Linked DNA regions of Mus musculus: region 1 is linked to region 2. A link is a contact called in public promoter capture Hi-C data. All regions are on one chromosome and are shown on one strand. Each heading gives the region's core, a stretch centred on a gene start, on an enhancer-like site or on the middle of the called end of the contact. The rest is flanking DNA. Distances are from core to core; before and after follow the strand shown. Region 1 holds the start of Apob (apolipoprotein B). Region 2 has its middle 59 kb from the start of Apob.

The links. Promoter capture Hi-C pulls out the DNA fragments that hold promoters and counts their contacts.
Region 1: a promoter capture Hi-C map of liver shows a contact between it and region 2. The contact joins the promoter of Apob here to the enhancer-like site in region 2. A contact is called at or near these places in 5 of 39 promoter capture datasets (the 3T3-L1 cell line, 3T3-L1-derived adipocytes and liver), 1 of 15 datasets of contacts at CTCF or cohesin (the NIH/3T3 cell line), 24 of 484 Hi-C or Micro-C datasets (the 3T3-L1 cell line, the AML12 cell line, the HL-1 cell line and 10 more), 8 of 115 datasets of contacts at active chromatin or transcription factors (embryonic fibroblasts, fetal liver, hepatocytes and 5 more) and 1 of 9 other capture datasets (liver).

What each region holds. Positions count from the first base shown.
Region 1 is chr12:7,972,962-7,979,410 of GRCm38.p6, forward strand. It overlaps Apob (apolipoprotein B), which reads left to right and starts at 4,716. Exons shown (of 29, transcript NM_009693.2): 1 at 4,716-4,899; 2 at 5,252-5,290; 3 at 6,292-6,407. The coding sequence starts at 4,818.
Region 2 is chr12:7,915,724-7,921,635 of GRCm38.p6, forward strand. No RefSeq gene overlaps it. Among named protein-coding and RNA genes, the nearest start is that of Apob, 59 kb to the right of the region's middle. RefSeq lists an enhancer at 3,998-4,689. Within about 2 kb of position 4,453, at least 32 of the 459 cell types and tissues checked have an H3K27ac peak or open chromatin away from gene starts, as enhancers often do. A contact at or near this core is called in the HL-1 cell line, the NIH/3T3 cell line, adipose-derived mesenchymal stem cells and 7 more, where this site is marked.

The DNA of each region.
Region 1 (6,449 bases), core at 3,466-5,965, 58 kb after region 2:
AGATCCCATCATGTTCAGGAATTCTGAATCCTTAGCCTGAGCTTCTAACCATGACAAAGTTTAGAAACAATGTGATCAATATATTTATTTCTTAATTCCACAGATTTCTATGGAATTACAACAGTCAGTTTTAGATAGACGAGGCCTTGGAGATCATCCTTCCATCACAGAAAGAGACCTGACACCAGTCTCAAAGGCTGCCCTATAATCCATGCTTGCAATTCCTTCTTCTCTCATAGCTTCAAATTCATTACATATTCTAAATTCAGATACTAAGCACATGTAGCCATGTTTAAGGGTACTTATGAAGGCATGCAGGAAAAAACATCTTTTCCCAGGACTGTGGGATGTGTACCAACAGTACCTATCCTTAGCCATGCTCTCCCTCATCTGGCGTGAAATGTTGGTGCTTAAGAAGCCAAGAAAAGGATGTATAATATGTGCATCAGGGTCCTTGCCTGACAAGCTTGTTTCTCTGGAAAGTAAGATAATGCACAAACAAGTGAAAAAAATAGAGAATGTTACAGGCTAAAATATAATTAAATTTGTCAGCACTAGACCCTATTGATCACGCATGTGTGAAGATCCTTCATGATCCATGTTCCATACTGAAATTGATTGGGAAGAAATCAGGGCCAGAAGCCATCAAATCTACCTGGAGTGGTCCCAAGGAAAGAGTCCTTTCAGGGGCCAGGAGAGAAGGAGTGGAAGGATGGTTTGAAGTCAAGATAGAGATAACCCCTACTCAGGGGAGCTCTCAACACACTGACTCCTGCTGTCCTCTGACCCTTCTCCCTAGGAAAAACAGCCACCTGACATTCTGACCTTATCTCTTGGGTGGCAGAATAACAGAATAAAAATGTTTGTTTTTGCTTCCTCGTGGGAGATTCATAATCATTCACCTGCAAGTGTCTCCATTTGGCTGACACTGATGGCCATTAGAGTGTCCCCAAGTCAGCCACCGATGGCCCCCCTTTATCTTGCTGTATATGAGTATGTGAGCGAGCATGTGTGTGTCCCTGTGTATATATCTAGGGGTGTGTGTGTGTGTGTGTGTGTGTGTGTGTGTGTGTGTGTGATCACACGTTGTTATTTGCATGTTCTGAATTGCTGGGCATGGTTCCATCTACAATCTCTATAATTCTTGAAATTTACTTCCTAGCCTCCAGGCATCATTTGCAATTATAATGCTGTCATGAGCAGAAAAGAGATGGCCTAATTAATCATTGTCCACACCAGTCCCTATTTACCACAGGAGTTTTGCTGTTGTTTTTGTAACAGCCTGGCTGGGAATAATTTATATCAAAATGTATTTCTTCATTTTATATCACTGAAAACGTTTACTTAGCATCATGGTCACTGTACATAAATTCCCTGGAAGCAATGGGGTATAACTAAATGGCATCGATTCATTTATTATGTTCAGCAAAGTACGTCTGAGCAGCTACTCCAGCACTTGAGCCCCACTGGATTCAGCATAGTGGGCTTCTGGGGACATTAAAAGCCTCTGTGTTTCCCTGAACTTGGTCACCTACAAAAAAAAAAATCAGAATGAAAATTCTGCTCCAGGGGTTATAACTGTGTTGTTTAACATGATCTGGTTTCTTGAAATTCCATTGGTCATATGATTTTCCAGAGAAACTCCAGAGCCCTGTGACTATTAAATTGGTTGTCCAACCAACAGGACTTTGCATTCGTGAGCTGATAAGTCATAGTGACAAGCTGAGATTTGTCTGTGTGTAAGGTCGGTGACAGCTCCTAGGCAGCTTGCGTTAGCAGGGTCTCCGTCTACTTTGGGAAGAGTAATGTTAAACACTCAGAAATCTGAGATGCAAATGGATGGTGATTCGGGACCTCGATCCCTCACAGATGCTCTCCCCCCACAGCCCTTTCCCTTGGCCCTGAGTCGCCACCTGTGTTCTGTTAACCTCTGCTTCTGTATTGTGCTTACTGAGTTCAGACAGGTACCCAACAAACATGCACCCACTGTAACATACACATAAGGAGTGGTAACCATTATTCCTTATCAAATGCCTTCTATTTCCCAGACATCTTGCTAGATGGCTTGTATTTCACATCATTTTCCTTAATTTTCAAAAAAAAAATTCTAGAAAATAGATACTATTAATCCTGTGACCACACAGAGACCTAGAAGGTTGATGTCTTGCAACCTTCCATGAAGTCAGCTAGAATTCAACCCCACCTCTCTTGAGCCAAATATCCACATAGCAAGTAGTCTCTCTAGGGACCGGGATTTTCTCTGCTCAACGAGGTGCTTATACTCCGGGGTCTCCTGGATCTTCATTTTATTTGAAGTCTCTCTGCAAACTGGCCTTTGAAATTTCCAAGTTGTTCAGTGCAATGAGCTGAGAAGGGCTGTGCTTAAAAGAGATGAGTGAAGGTCGCAGTGGTGGTCACAAATACCTCCAGATGGCTTTTAGCCAAGCATCGAGGCAGATTTTGTAATTTAAGGAAAATCGACATGTGGCCCTTTCAGCATTTCTGAGTGTCCTCTGTCAGCTCAGCACTGTGACATTTGCTGTGTGGTGCCTGTGCACTGGACCCTGTCCACAGATAAGAACAGAGGCTGAGCCCCAGCCTAGGGGACATTCTCCAGAGGCCACCAAGAGAAGAAAAATTAGCTGAACTCAAGACTTCAGAGGCTTGAGCTTTTTGCTGTAGAGATGGTTCTGAGCATCCGAGTATCTCAGCATCTTCTCTGCATCCAGGTTATTGAATCCATACTTCATACCCAAGTCGTAGAAATGACATCCCCCAATGATGCTAACAATAGGTCATGGGCTTCCTCTGTCAGCAACAGAGAGAGTCTGGACTTTGTTCATTTACTGTAATCCTTCCCCTTCTCATTTCTGTTTCTCTTCTCGCCCAGTTCCCCTGGAGCAAAGCGGGGAAGCAGAACCATTTCCAAACACTAACAGTGTTAGTTCCGTGCTCAGAGAAAAGAGGCTTCCGAGTAATAACTTTACCCGTCCTTTAGTGCTGTGGGTCTTGGCTAGCCTTCAGGTGAGACCCCTAAAATGACCACCTTTGGACATGGGCATGCACAACCCAAAGCAGCAAACCACTAAAGGGAGTTTAGCTGCCCATGGGGAATTTGTAGCTACAGTCACCATCTCAGTGAGGACAGATATGAAGAGTCAGGCACAGAGAGTGACTAAATGTGATGATGAGTCTCTTCTGAGAAAATGGGAGGGTGTGTTTGCTCAAGGGAGGCTGTGTCTGCTGCTCTATGGGTCCATAGCCGATGCTCTAGAAGCATCGGGGAGACTCATCAGAACATTTGAACGATTCCAAAAGAAGCTTGCCACATGAATCAAGCAGAAGTGCCACACTGTAGGTCCTGGACAGAAAGTGCTTGCCCTATGACCAAGAGGACCTGAGTACAGCGCTCACTGGATAAAGACAGACACAGCATACTCTTGGAGCCCCAGGGCTGAGGACTTGGACACACAGTCCTTGGAGCTTGCTGCAGCTGGTCAAGTCAAGCTAGTTAGCGAGTTCCAGGATCAGTGCCTCAAAAGCTAAGGTAAAGAGTGATTTTGAAAATCACTCAAGGGCTGGAGAGATGGCTCAGTGGTTAAGAGCACTGACTACTCTTCCGAAGGTCCTGAGTTCAAATCCCAGCAACCACATGGTGGCTCACAACCATCTATAATAAGATCTGATGCCCTCTTCTGGTGTGTCTGAAGACAGCTACATTGTGTTCACATATAATAAATAAATCTTTAAAAAAAAAAAAAAAAAAAAAAAACACTCAAAGTTGGCTTATGGCCTCTGTATGCATGTACACAGGTTCATGCATTTCTATGCGTGCATGCCCATGAACCTATATATACACGCACACACACACACACACACACACACACACACACCTGACATACTCTAACGACTTTTGTCCCTAGGCTACGACCCATTTCCACTCCTCTGGCTCCAAACACCCATACAGAGTGATGTTCGCCATGCCCTGCTCACCCAAAGCTCCCTGTCTGTGGGGCAGATTGCCTCGCCACTAGACTGGAGGTGCTAAGACCACACAGCCCATCACAGACATTCGCCTTCCAGACCATCACAATTCCACCCCACCAGCTTTCTTCCATGACTGGCGCTGCCCACAGTGGACCCCGGGAGCTGATCATCTCTGGGCCCCCCTCTTCACTAGTTTTCTGTGAGACTTGGACACCAAACCCAAGCACACACCAGACTTCCCCCTTTCTCTTCCCACCTTGCTAAATTAGTTAGGACAGGATTGTTTATTCAAAACCAAAGTCCACCAAAATGGGAAGGAGCTTAGGAAGAAGCCCCCACCAGTGCGTAAAGAACATTTTTCCAAAGGGCTCCGGAGTCAGAGCAGGAGCGGGGTACAGGGTATGACATCATCCCTATGGTTGGTGGTCTCCTGGAGAAAGTCAGGGCATGCTGACGGGATAATAAGTCCACTATCGACCTGCGACCCCCTGAGGAAAGAAACACAAGTTCGGGGGTGGGGGGAGCCCCAGGTGGCGGCGTTTGAACCAGCAGTGAGACCACCATCAGATCCAGTCTTATCCACCTAGAAATGCGCTTGTATGGAAAAGCAAACAGGCCCGGGCCGTGCCCTTTGGACCTTTGGCAATTCTCCTTAAGCCAGCTCCTCCTATAAATGGAGCACTTTTCAAAGGGCCAGGCAGTCTCATCAGTGCCTGCAGTGGATCAAGTACCTGCCTGAGCTCCGCCTCCGAAGACCCTGTAGAGCAAGCAGCAGGGGCTAGGCCCGTGGCCAGGCCACAGCCAGGAAGCCACCCCACCATCCATCCGCCATGGGCCCACGAAAGCCTGCCCTGCGGACGCCGTTACTGCTGCTGTTCCTGCTACTGTTCTTGGACACCAGCGTCTGGGCTCGTGAGTTAGGGTGGAAGCCTGGGAGAAAGCCAGCGTGGGGACAGAGCGCTGGGCTGTGCTACAGACCACCAGTTACATCCTGGGGTAGAAACTGGTGGCAGGCTGGCTATTAGGTAGCTTGGGCTAGGTGAGAGGGAAGGCAGCCGCAGGGTCCTAGGGAGGGGGCGGGGGGTGATGAAAAAAACAAGATCTAGCAGGCTCCTGGGTTCCGGGTGAGGGCACTGTACAGGGGAGTTAGAAAGAAGGCTCTGGATAGCTCTAAGATAATTTAGGTTGTGAGGGCTCCCTCCTGTCAGGCCATGGAACCCACTGGAAAACACAAGAAAGCCAAGGTTCTCCTTTTCTCTTACAGAAGATGAAGTCCTGGAAAACTTAAGCTTCAGCTGTCCAAGTAAGGCATTTTTCACTGGCCGCCTTGGTACTTCTCACCCTGACGCTCCTCTCCATCCACCCTCCTGTGCCCCCGTTCCTCCCACGTAGAACCCGTTTGCTTGCTCGGATTAGGAAGCACTGCTCAGACCCCTGCAAGTGAAGACTTTGAGTCTCTGTGCACCCAGACTCCTCCAACAAAGGATCTCTGCTCTTTGTGTATTGCCTTTCTTGTCTGTACCAAGACTTGGTTCTGAAGTGGGGTAGCGATGAGACTGTGGGCACTGTAGAGAGACATTGCTGTGCTGTTTATCGATGACTAATCACTGATTCAGAGTATGTGAGGATGAAGAAATGCCGACTTTAACCTTTGTGCAGAACACCAGACCCCTCCACCCCTTCCTATTTACTCTACCCTAGGGGTCAGAGGATCAGGCTTTGCCGCAATACCCAGCTTCCTCCGCAGAGCGCTAGGATTGGCCTCTCCTCTGATGGGGCAGCATCTCCATCTGGTGGCCATATGGCAGTACTACATCCGGGTTCCTAACCAGTTATTTTTCTCACAATCAAAAAATTCCTGTCATGGACAGTGGAATCTGCCAGAAGTTTCTTTTTATGGAGGGGGTTTCTAGAAGTCAACCAGACAGCCTTAACAGCTAACTTTGTGTCCGGTACTTCATAGGTTCTAGTCACGATAGCATTTTCAAACTGAGAAAACACTTAGCCCTGTCCCTTTGATAACTTAAAATTTCAAAGGCTCATCACATGGATTTCTGCAGTTCCATTTAATCGATGCTTGGCCCTCCCTTTCGTGGAATCCCAAATGATTAAACACCATTCTCAGCCAAGATGGTGGCGATGTTAAGTCTATAGAGACCAATGGTGTGTAGTACAAAGTCAAGCACAACTAACTCGTGCTCAGTGACCTTTATCGCCTGTGCCACGGTCCCAATCTGCCTGGCAGCGGCTGCCTTTAGAGAGTTGTTTCATCTCCAGGGCTGACTTATTTCCTCTTCACTTTAGAAGATGCAACTCGATTCAAGCACCTCCGAAAGTACGTGTACAACTATGAAGCTGAAAGTTCCAGCGGTGTCCAGGGCACAGCTGACTCCAGAAGCGCCACCAAGATCAACTGTAAGGTACGGAGGACAAGGGCTGGAGAAACCTGCAGCTGAAGCCTA
Region 2 (5,912 bases), core at 3,203-5,702:
AGTGATTACTTAGGACAGTAGACAGTCTTACCCAAACACGGGAATACACAATGGCCTAGCTAATAGGTGGGTTTACCATGAAAGAGTTAGGGAATCCCACTGAGACAGGAATCTTCACTACAGCCAGGTATAGCAGGCTACATTGTATATTAGAAGCAAGTTGGTGAATTCTTCTGATAAATGGAGATTCCCCACAGATACTTTAAAGAACAGCCAAGTTACACCCATGCAAGAATTTATCAAGGCCTAGGAAATAGGGTGGTTGTGGTATTGCGTTATTCATGAGAAGGTCTGCTAGACCAGAACCCCCTGGTGCTAGCTTTCACAAGGCTCAAAGGAGTAGCACAAATTGTGACTAGGGTGTGAAATCCTTACCTGTCATTAGCTGACCCTAGGCAGGGCTGTTTTATCTTTACTGTAAATATTACCTGGTTCCTGTAAGTCCTTTTGAAGTCATTCCTTTGTTTTGTGTCAGGTAATGTACTTTGCCTGCTGTGACATCCTACCCCTTTGTTTTCTGTATTATATAAGACTGGTGTTCACTTTATGAAAATACACTCAGATTCTACCCACTCTCTCCTGCTGCTTCTGTTTGTCACTCGCCGACTCTATGCCCATCTGTCCAAGACTCTGATTGAGGAGGGCCCACAGAGCCCCCCATCTATGGCACTAAGATACTTGTTTGTAAATTCTATCCCATTAGTAGACCCAATAAAAAATATGTTTAATCATACTAATTGGTGCACTGTATATAGTTTTGAACTTGAAGTAGCTTCTGAGCTGTGTGAGAGTGCAAGTGCACGTGTGTGTGTGTGTGTGTGTGTGTGTGTGTGTGTGTGTGTGTGTGCACGTGCGTGTGCCAGAGGTTAGGTCAAGTGTCATCTTCAACTACTATCCACTTCATTAAAAAAAACAAACAAGGTTACATAGACAAAGTGTGGAGCAGAGACTGAAGGAATGACCATCCAGAGACTACCCCATCTGGGGATCCATCCCATAAACAATCACCAAACCCAGACACTATTGTGGATGCCAACAAGTGTTTGCTGACAGAAGCCTGATATAGCTGTTCCCTGAGTTCTGTCAGTGCCTCACAAATACAGAAGTGGATGCTCACAGCCATTCATTGGACTGAGCACAAGGTCCCCAATGAAGGAGCAAGAGAAAGTACCCAAGGAGCTGAAGAAGGGGTTTACAGCCCCATAGGAGGACCAACAATATGAACCAACCAGTACCCCCAGAGCTCCCAGAGACTAAACCACCAACCAAAGAAAACACATGGTGGGACTCATGGCTCCAGCTGCATATGTAGCAGAGGATGGCCTGGTCGGTCATCAATGGGAGGAAAGGCCCTTGAAGGTTCTATGCCCCAGTGTAGGGGAATGCCAGGGCCAGGAAGTGGGAGTGGGTGGGTTGGTGAGCAGGGGGGGGGGTGGGGGGGGTTGGAAGTTTTAGGAGGGGAAACCAGGTAAGGGGATAACATTTGAAATGTAAATGAAGAAAATATCTAATAATAAAATAAAATGCATCACTTTCCTCACTAAACAAACAAACAAACAAACAAGGTCTATCACTTAGCTCTCTGATTGGCTAGAGTTAGTCAATAAAATCCCAGTGCTGGGATTATAGACACATATTGACAAGCTGGGCTTGCATCTGAAAACTTGGGATCTGAACTCCCTCTGATCTCATACTATGTGGCAAACACTTTATGTAGTGATCTAACTCCCCAGCCCTGGGAATGGATTTTGAAAACATCATTCCAAAATAACCTTTCTGTTATCCATTACCTCCTCTTTTACCGAATAACTGATATGGTCTGGACCAGTGTTCAAACATGGCTGAAAACTCTGGAGGTCAGTCCTAATTCAGCAAACTCCTCTCACTCGAACAGATTGCAGGGAAGTTCATACATGTGAAAGATGTCTTTGGAGTGACCCCAATCCACACCGACAGGACCTATTCTTGCAATACCTGATTCTTACCACCTCTTAAACCCTCCTCCTCCAGAATAATGGTCACATGATCACTTCCTTAAGGAAAAGATTAATAAGAAAAGTCATTTCCAACATCTACCCTCACTCTGTCATAAGGCAAGCTGGTCAGATTGGCCTGGGTAATGAATCAAGGAGTATAACCAACCTGGGCAGGGTTAGATGTCTGTGATTTTAGGATCATGAGCTCTCCCTGCAGTATCTGAACCCATTCTCCACTTGTAAAAGCACTAACAGACCAGGTCAGCTTTTTAAGAAATGAATATCCTTCAGGGCTTTTGAGTGTAAAGGGAGGGCTCATATCAAAAGAAACACAAAGGTTCACGGTTTTTGCTCATGGATGTTCAAGACATCATCAAGTAAATGGAAAGGAGAAGTCAGGGACAAATGAAGTAAAATATCATATCATGTAAACCAAAGAAAGTATCAAAAGTCCTTATGGGCTAGGTGTAGTGACACAGGCCTTTAATCCTATCATGAAGATGGGAGGCTGGATTTTGAGTCCAAAACCACCCTAGTCTACATAATGTGTTTTATGTCAAGCAGACATAAAATGTGTGTGTGTGTGTGTATAATGTGTATACATACACACATATGTATCTCATGAAATTAAAGAATTTAAGTGGCTAGAAAGAAATGGTGTTGAATTGCCTGAGACAAGCAGAAACTTATTTTGGAGACAAGAAAGAACTGACTTGTAAAAGAAAACAGTGGAAAATGTCAGATCAGGAAACTGCTCTGTGTTACATAGGTTTGAAACAGCAACACCCTGTAGTTGACAGTAACTTAAGGATTTTCTAAAGCACTAGAAGAAAGGCATTGGAAGGTTCCCAGTGATGTGTCAGAAACAGATGGAAATGTGTTTTTCTGGTTAGATCACTGTAGATTATATTAGACATTCACTGACTAGTCATACTACACTTCCATGACTATAATTAAAAACGACAAAACTGAAGCACTAAGCTATGTCTAAGGAGCCTCTTTTCCAGCCCTCCTTCCATTTATCTAGGATACAGATGAATGCTGAGAGGCTAGGTAGAGAGCTAAGTTGCTTGGAACATGTCTAAAATGAGTTCAATTTATTTGGAAAGCTTCCATCACCGTCAGACAAGCTGTGTTGACTGTGCTCTCTCTGGATTTCTTCGATGTCTAAAGGCAAGTTGTGTTGACAATACACTGACTTTGTTCTATCTAATGGCAGTCCTGGTTCTCCCTGGCTGGCGACATTAGAAGGACTGAGAGCACTCTGCATGTGTCCTTCCATAATCCTTCAACTTCTACATTCAAGTCTCTGATTTCAGGCTCTCACTAGACAGTGAACTTCCTTCCAAGGAAGTGAAACTTGCTGCCATTCATGTGACTTCTGCTTATCAACAGTGTCTTATCAAAGTTTATAGGAATGGGCAGAAATATTTTCCCATCTGGGTGGATGGTGTTTCATTTTCAGGTGCTCCCTGGGTCAATTGGCTCCTTCCCAGACAAAGCAACACAAAGATTAACCCCATTCCTGGACTTTGATTCAAGACCTTGTGGTTAAAAAAAAAATGCCTTCTATTACTAAGTCGCACTAATGCGGAGACTAGTCTCCAAACCAGATGCCTTACATAGAATTCATCAAGAAAGTGGAGATGCCATCATTGTACTGACTTCCAGTAAGATACTTTTCAAATGCTATTGTCATATGGACTTCATACAGTCATCATATCCCTTCAAACAGGCACAAGGATGAGAGCAAACTATTACTCCAGTCATGTTTGTGTTAGATGCTAAAGAAACAAATGTTTCAGGGATACCCACAGGGGCCTGAATAGGTCATGTCCCTTCCCTGTTCCCTATCTTTATGGGAGGAGTTGGGCTGGAGAGACACGGCAATACAGTCATGGAAGATTATGATTAATATATCAAGCATGTACCTGGATCATTATATGAAATCCACAGACTCCCCGGGGTCTGTTCTGATTTTGTGTTTGCTTTAACTCATTCTTTCTCTTTAAAAAAAAAAAAAGCTTTGCCAATTGTAGCATAATAAATGCTCTAGACAAAAGGCTCATTTTCAACAATTCCTTGAGTTATAATCTTTCCATTTACACTCAGGAAGCACTGTAAAGGGCACTGTTCCTTTGTTCTGGTCTGTCTGTGTCCCTGTTGACACTATCTCAGTTTGAAAAGAGACTGATAAATAAAAGCCAAGGGTAACTCCAGGGCAATAGCAGACATTATCACCAATGCTATAAGTTCTTGGGCAGCTCTTAGTCCCGTCACCCAAGGTTCTGAGGTGAGAGAAATTTAGATTAAAAAAATGTTCTGGTTTAGTTTCAGAGAGCACAGACACTGGTGGACTTCAGACTGAAGAAATCTGTATTTGCTGAAACCTTTGGCCAGAGTTATAAATCTGTGTGCAGCGTGGCAGTGATGTCTCTGACTCTGAACACAGGACAAAGAGCATTTTGCTTAGTCACACAGAGCAAATTAATGGAAGCAGCAGAAACCAGTACCCAAGCTGTTTGCCTCTGTCCCATAGGTATGTCTGTCTTCAGTTTTGGCCCCTCAAGTAGAGATTACTGGAGTGTTCAGACTCCAAAACTTAGGTTTTAAATGACCCAATTAGAATCCAAAATCTTTCCAAAGCCCATCATTTAAAATGATGGTGACCTTGACAAGTTTGACTCCTACAATCCTTCCTCCCTTTCTGCAGGATTCATTGTATTCACTAATGCTTGACTATGGGTCTCTGCATCTGCTTCAATCAGCTACTGGATAGAGCCTCTCTAACGATCATTATACCAGACTTCTGTCTACAGAATAGTAGAATAACATTAGGAAGAAATTTTTTTGGCCAAGTATGTTTGAGAAAACCCACAGAAATCAACAAACCTGACCTTTTCTGGGAAAAAAAAAAAAAAAGAGGAATGCATGGGGAGTGGGTTTAGGGAAAGACGGGAGAAGATGAAGCTGAAGCTACAGCCAGAATGTAATTTATGAGAAAATAAATTAATAAAAATATCAATCAATAAATAAAATGATGATGAACTTAGATATTTCATGGAGTCATATGACTTTAAAGTAGGCAAAAGTTTCAATGCCAGAGTGTTACTTCATTAGGAAATGAGTAATCAAGATATGATGCCCCAAAGTCCCACAAATCCCAAAGACTTTCCAAGTTACATTATAACAATTTATTTCCAACTCCCAAAAACTTTTTATCATTGTTTACTTTATGATCCCACTATAACCTATTTTTGTGAGTAAAGATAAACTTGAGCAATGACAGGTCACAAGTGAAAATGAAAACACCAGGTTTTAATTCTGATTGTTTTTTTAACCCTACATTTTGCAACTGATTGGAGAGGACATTAAAGCATACTTACACGGGGACTTTGTTCATGATAAGGTGTGAAAATTGTGAAATCAGGCCAGATCTTTGCTAGCCTCACTATGCAGTGAGTGGGTTCTAGGGATGATATTTCCACAGAGTTCTTATCAAAGATGCCAACATCTGGGTAATTAAAATTGAAAATTTTGATTCAGTAGGTGAAAATAGGAAGATGAAAGTTTGTGACTCTGCACTGACTAGTGTAACCAACAGCCTCTAGAGCTGCCCTATAGAAGTAGAGACTGGTCTTGGCAGGATGGTTTCTATAAGTGAGAGAAATGTAATCAGGTATAGATTGGATAAGAAAGAATGCCATGTAAGGGTTGGCCTAGGTTGTGTTGGCCTTGTCTCCATCTATTGATTTTAATGACATCTAGTTTAGGTTGATCTTAAGTTGTTCTGTAAGTTTTATAGAATCGTGTGGGTCATCTGAAAATCATGTCTACTTAAAAATATGTTAATTCCTTTCATCTGAGATTAAATCCACCTGAGTGTCTGTCTATCTACTCCTTCCTTCCTTCCTTCCTTCCTTCCTTCCTTCCTTT